2 separate regions of the Mus musculus genome follow, and region 1 is linked to region 2. Evidence: chromatin contacts called from public promoter capture Hi-C data. All regions are on one chromosome and are shown on one strand. The core of a region is the stretch at or near the end of the contact, and the rest is flanking DNA. Distances in the headings are between cores, read along the strand shown. Region 1 holds the start of Gbp4 (guanylate binding protein 4). Region 2 holds the start of Spp1 (secreted phosphoprotein 1).

Region 1 (3,160 bases), core at 169-2,668, 700 kb after region 2:
TTAGAGCTTACTGAGGCTAAGGCTTGCTTTGGGCTAACATATATATTATTTGAAATTACCTGCTTAGTTTTGCTGATCTTTGCAGTTTAAGCACAAACTAGGTTATTTTAAGAGCTACATGGTATTGTTCCTCAATAATTCTTCAGTCCCTGTGACAAACATTGAGGAAGTCCAAATCAAACCACAAGGCATCACTTCATACTCATCAGGACAGCTACCACACAATGGGAAAACAAATCCATGTAACCCAGAATTTAAACAACTCCGGTGTCTGTACTCTGCAGCTAAGAACACAGAATATTTCCTCATGAGAAACAATCCTGGTTTCTAAGACAATGGAAAGTTACATTTGATCTAACAGCTCTTCTTTGATTTCAGCACAAACTAGCAAAAAGGACTTGGATGGACCTTTGATCTTTAATGATCATGGTAGCTGTGTTCACAATACCCACAATGTGGATTAAGCCCAGTTTCCCACCACAATGTGATGGCACACCAAATTGTATATTATTCAGCCAGAGAAGAGAATAAAATTAACTACTGTACACTACCTTGTAGACCTTCATAGACTTAAAGCCAGCCACAGACCTCTGCAGGTCAGACAACACATAACTTGCCTCCCCTCCTCTGCACTCCAGTCCCAGATGAGCCTGAGGACATTATGCCAAGGACAGAGAATGTGTCAATCCCCAGAAGTCACAGATTCCACAACACTGTCTCTCTGCAGCTTAATCCCTTTAATGAGATAAGAAGAGCAGCCCAAACAAAATGCAGAGAGCCCATGTGATCTCTACATCACACACACACACACACACACACACAGACACACAGACACACACACACACACACACACACACACAAACCCTAAACACCAAGACAGAGCTTGACTACTTACTAAACTTAAAAAGATGATGAGGTACAAACTAAGTTTATTTCCAAAAAATATTTGCCAAGGTCAAGTGCTGAATTTTCCGCACAAGGTTCCTACATGTTCCTTTGACAACAGTTGCCTGTGAACCAGGGCAGGAGCTGTTGCTGTGGTCCCAGCTGAGGAAGGACCAGAGCTCTTCCCATAGTGTGTCTAACAGAGCAGGGCAGCCAGCTGTGTCAGGCTACAACTTTGTATCTGTCCTTTGTCAGAGGAAAGAAACTCACCTCCTAGACCTAAAGCCAGCCACAGCCCCCTGCAGACCAGAGAGCACAGAACCTGCCTCCCTTCCCCCTCCCTCAGTTGCCCCTTTGACTTGGAAATCAAGCTGAGGTCCAGACTAAGTTGCTCCTTAAAGAAAGGAAAAGTAAATATTAAATATACCTGGTCCCACAGCACAGGTCCAAGTGCAGTTCTCAGCTGCTGCTGCCTCCTCAGGCTCACTTCTGCTCTCCTCACTTCCTGCTCTCTTTGCTCCTCTTTTATGTGCGCTGACCACACACACACACACACACATACACACACACACACACACACACTCACACAGGATGCAGCAAAAACAAAACTGAAAGTAAAGTAAACCAAGGCATTGTTAACTTGGCCAAGACTGGAAGGGGAGGTCAGAGGATGCTTAGTGTCAGAAAAGTCAGTGAGATACTCTGTTGCAGCCAAGGGACAGCAGGCTTCCACTGTGGAAAGTATTTACATTCTCTTTCTTTGGAACCCATCTCCAGTTTCCTCCAGCCTTCTAGGCACAGATAAAGCACAGTAAACCCAGGCCCCCATCAGTGTAAATGACACAATCTGGGAGGATTGCACGTGTGCTTCTCTCAGGGGAAATTCCAGGTGCTTTTTGAGTGAAGAGCTTTAATGTTTTAAACCTGTGTTTTCTAAAACAGGAACCATCACTGTCCCCTCTCCCTCCCTCCCTCCCTCTCTCTCTCTCTCTCTCTCTCTCTCTCTCTCTCTCTATCTATCTATCTCTATCTCTCTTGCTCAGATAGTCCTCTCTTCCTTTCTTACCCTCTTTCCTTCTCCAGTCCTCTCCCTGCTTCCTCCTCCCTCTCTCTGTTCCCCTTTCTTTGTCTCTACTACCCTCTCAAATTCCACTCTCCATGTCTTAAATAAACTCTATTCTATACTATACAATTGTGTGGCTGGTACTTCAGGAGGAAAGGATGCCTCAGCAGGAGCCCTCAGAGACACCACCTTCCACCTCACCATACCCCGCCTCCACCACACATATCCCTGGCTTCTTTTTTCTTTTTCAGAAAACACAACAGTCCATCTAAAAACTGTTTTCAAAGAAGTAATTAAAGAATAGTAAGTAGGAGTTGTGTTCAGGGTAGAAGCTAAGAAAACTCACTTCTGAGATGGAAGCTTAAAAATGAAAGCTTTATTTTCTGAGCCCTTAGGAAGGCAGCCAGTTTGGGATCTGAACTTTGTCTCTGATGGGAGATTGAATACTATTTGTAAAGGATGAAACACAAAGCGAGGGTGTTGGGTGGGGCTGCAGAGTGATCTATTGTGTTTTCACAGGAAGGATTAAAGAAGGAAGTACCCATTGGAGACTGGGCCATATCCAGGCACCTAGCTTCAGGGTCCTTAATTTACTCTCCTAGACATTTGGTGCAGAACTCAGAGTGATAAAGGGACAAAGGAGCAGGACAGCAGCATGGAGGTAAACTGGTACCTTAATTCTACTTCAGTGAACTCTCCCCCTATTCATCTGTTAGCTCTGCATGGCCACCTATTTGCAGGCCCAGGTAGAACTCACACAAGAGTCCACACCAGGACTGGGAAGAAGTTCATGTCAGCAGGTTCTTGGATGCCACTAAGGCCAGGGGAGTCTCTGGTCTGGAGCTCTTGTCAGTTGAGTGGCACTTCTGAGACAGGATTGAGGGGAGCAGCAGGAGCAGGGCTGCCTCTAACACTTGCTTAAGCCTTTTGTTCACTTCAGCACTCAAGTGAATCTACAAAACATCAGGATAAATCTCTATGATCCTTTGCCTGTGTTTCTCTTCTATATTATATCGAGAAAGAGAAAAAGAGAGAGAGAGGTGTGTGTGTGTGTGAGTGAGCACAGGTGTGCAAATGCACGTATTTGCTGAGGTCTTGAAAAAGTGCCTCTTACTGCTTTGCTATTCTAGCTGACAAGTGAGCCTCAGGGCCTTGCTGTCTCTGACCCCACCCCAGCCTTGGGATGACAGGCACACACTGCCATGCCCAGCT
Region 2 (3,395 bases), core at 783-3,282:
TTTGAGGGCTGTCTGTTGCCCTTTCTAGAAATGCTGCCATCGTGTGGCACTTGGGAGTTAGAATGAAAAGGAGTCCTGGAGGGGTCATATGGTTCAGCTCGAGGTGGCGCAGCTCCAGCAAAATCTATTCCTATACCTCCCTAATTCGTGTTGAATCATTCCTGTGGGCGCAGAGTAAACTGCAGTGAAACCCTGTGGACGGCTTGCTGCCTTAGGATTTGTGGAATTTCCCTGAACAACACTGAAAACACAAACTCCAGTGGGTGTTGTGCTTAAAGGGCAAAAACGCTTGTTGTTAGGTTTTTTTCTTTTAAAAGAAATAAGGAGTCTGTTTTTACAACGTTAAAAACCTGTGTGATTTATATTTGATAGTCATAGGAGTCATCTTAATAAAGTGTGTGCTAAGGACCTTCAAAGTAATAATATTAATTCATTTAGAACACATCTATCAAGAGATAACCCAAATGCTCAAAACAGTTTTGTGCTACTTACTCTAACTCTGTAGAAGATTACTTAACCTATATTCATATTAAAAGCAGGGTTTGGCAAGTAGCACTAATATCTAATACAACAAAGGTTTGACTTAACTTTAATCTCAATTTCTGCATGCCTCTTACATTGGAGATGTAAGGTAATAAGCCTGTGTTCTCCATTTCGGGAAAAGAAAGGAAGTAACTGCAGGGCAGTATTAAATATTTAAAGAAGTCTGCTTCACCTATAATTTTATCTCATTTGAATACCTCTTAACTATTCAGTAACGTTTTGTTAATACAAATTTTAAAATCTTTTTAAGTAGCCAACCTTATATATTCCAGGAAATAAAACTCAAAAAAGATAATTCAGAAATATAAGCTGTGTCTTTAAAAAAATATTCAGAGAACCCTTTAACGTGTACAGCTTAAAGATCAATTCAAAGGCATTACAAATTTCAGCTCCTTGCCTCTGCTGAAGATTTCTGTAATAGTTAAAATATACACGTTCTTTAACATGTGGGGGAAGGAGCATTGCAAAATGTGAAGTGCTATCAACTGCACTTACACTAATCCATTGTCCTGTAGATAGACTAAGTGACTTGCCCAAGGTCACACCTGGCACTGCTTACAGAAGGACTGAAAGGCAGTCTGGCTCCTGCAGCTTCCCCACCCAGCAAGCATTCCAGTCTCACAAACTGCTTGCTTAGGCGGGCTCTATCTGGAGTAACCACCTCTTCTGCTCTATATGGCCATTATAGTTTAGATAGCATCAGAACCATCACTCCCAGCTGCTCCAACAGAGCAACAAGGTTCACGAGGTTCACGTCTCTAAAGGTCAGTGGAGGCAGGAGAGGAATTCAGGGTCACTGTGTGGTTTGCACAAAGAGCAAGCGGCTGCATAGCTCAAGTGTCAAAACTGAGTTGTTACTTTGTTTCGTTTTGTTGTGAGGTTTTGTTTCTTTTGTGAGAGGGTCTCACTTTCTGTTGCCCCAACTGACCTGGAACACAGTATGGAGCCGAGGCTAGCCTCAAATTCATGGTGATCTTCCGGAGTACAAAACAGAGCCACTGTGGCCCGGCCAACCTAAGCTACCGAATACAAAGGCAAAAGGGAGGGTCTGAAAGTTCTGCCGAGACAGCAGTTTTCTAGATTTAAGTAAGTCTGAGAGAATCAAATTGTGTATCCATGTGGCCTTTATCTGTAACTTAGATAGGAGAATCCATACCTTTCATCCCCATTGATGTTTTTCTACTAATTCAGTAACTATAAACAAAGTCTCTGTGAGGGTGATCTACTCTTCCTTTCCTTATGGATCCCTGATGCTCTTCCGGGATTCTAAATGCAGTCTATAAATGAAAAGGGTAGTTAATGACATCGTTCATCAGTAATGCTTTGTGTGTGTTTCCTTTTCTTCCTTTTTTTTTTTTTTAACCACAAAACCAGAGGAGGAAGTGTAGGAGCAGGTGGGCCGGGTAGTGGCAAAAACCTCATGACACATCACTCCACCTCCTGATTGGTGGAGACTGTCTGGACCAGCATTTAAATTCTGGGAGGTCTGAGCCACCAGCAGCTCACACTGAAGAAGCATCCTTGCTTGGGTTTGCAGTCTTCTGCGGCAGGCATTCTCGGAGGAAACCAGCCAAGGTAAGCCTGCAGTGGCCCATGAGGCTGCAGTTCTCCTGGCTGAATTCTGAGGGTGAGTCCAGAGAACATTCTTTCAACAGTCGTATTTGTTAGTCAGACTCGTGCTGTTCTGGTCTTTTTGAATAAGCTGGTCAGGTACATTGCAGGTTTCCCGGTATTTTCAAAGCCAGTTGGATGTAGAAGTTAAAATAAATCTAGTTGGTCCTCTAAAGGAGAGAGAGAGATCTGCTAGTAATCTCTCTCTCTCTTTCTCTCTTTCTCTCCCTCTCTCTCTTCCTCTCTCTCCCTCTCTCCCTCCTCTCTCTCTCCCTCCTCTCTCTTCCTCTCTCTCTCCCTCCTCTCTCTCTCTCTCCCTCTCTCCCTCTCTCCCTCTCTCTCCTGTCACACACACATTGTAAAGTTCTATGTATCTTTGGAACAAATGTCTGCATCATTTTAAAGTGGCTGGATGACTGTGGAGACCAGTAAAGGAGGATCCTCTATATTAATATAAACCAGATACAGTTATTTTTAGAAAACTGTCTCACTTCAAAAGAGAACCTTCCTTAATTTCTCGCTTCTGCACTTGGCTTTTACAGTTTTCACTAAGGTCCCTGTGTGATAACACAGACTCATCAACATGCACAGAAAAGCTGTTGCCTGCTCTCAGTGTTTTATTTTTATTATTATTATTATTGTTGTTGTTATTATTATTATTATTAGTCCAAATAGAACATCTTACTCAAATTCAAAGATATCTTTGTTTCTTTCAGCTTTGTATAATGTAAGTTAAAATCACATTTGAAATGCAAATGGAAAAAGCAATTTTCTTTTATCATTCTATTTTCTCTTTTTCTTCCTTGCAGAAAGTACTCTCATGGTAGTTCGTTGCTTTAATTACTCGATTACTGTGAAACAAATCTTGGTGTGGAGCTCTAGAGACATCAGATAGTGGGGGCATAAGCTCTGAGACTCCAGACGTAAAGTTTGGATGAATAGAGTTGTGAAATTGCCCTTTTCCTTGCTAAGGATGAGAGGTGGAGAGGTAGAAAAGGCACACAAATATTGACTCACTGAAATTTTCTCTGAGATGTAGAAAGATTCCATAAATTATTGGTGACTTGGTGGTGATCTAGTGGTGCCAAGAGTGTGTTTGAACCTGACAAGACATCAACTGTGCCTCATAAAATATGTTGCAGGACTAACTACGACCATGAGATTGGCAGTGATTTGCTTTTGCCTGTTTGGCATTGCCTCCTCCCTCCCGGTGAGTACAGCTGAATCTTAGAGAGAATTCT

What was found. Promoter capture Hi-C pulls out the DNA fragments that hold promoters and counts their contacts.
Region 1: a contact with region 2 is called in a promoter capture Hi-C map of embryonic stem cells, with 2.0 times the contacts expected there. The contact joins the promoter of Gbp4 here to the promoter of Spp1 in region 2. A contact is called at or near these places in 1 of 39 promoter capture datasets (embryonic stem cells) and 1 of 115 datasets of contacts at active chromatin or transcription factors (embryonic stem cells).

Annotation. Positions count from the first base shown.
Region 1 is chr5:105,138,168-105,141,327 of GRCm38.p6, forward strand. Gbp4 (guanylate binding protein 4) reads right to left here and starts at 1,419. Exons shown (of 12, transcript NM_001359079.1): 1 at 1,313-1,419; 2 at 552-650. The coding sequence starts at 566.
Region 2 is chr5:104,433,079-104,436,473 of GRCm38.p6, forward strand. Spp1 (secreted phosphoprotein 1) reads left to right here and starts at 2,033. Exons shown (of 7, transcript NM_009263.3): 1 at 2,033-2,118; 2 at 3,297-3,364. The coding sequence starts at 3,311. RefSeq lists promoters at 1-2,055, 598-2,078, 1,129-2,119, a cis regulatory region at 635-649 and enhancers at 1,299-1,326, 1,331-1,339, 1,957-2,003, 2,815-3,134, 2,884-2,920.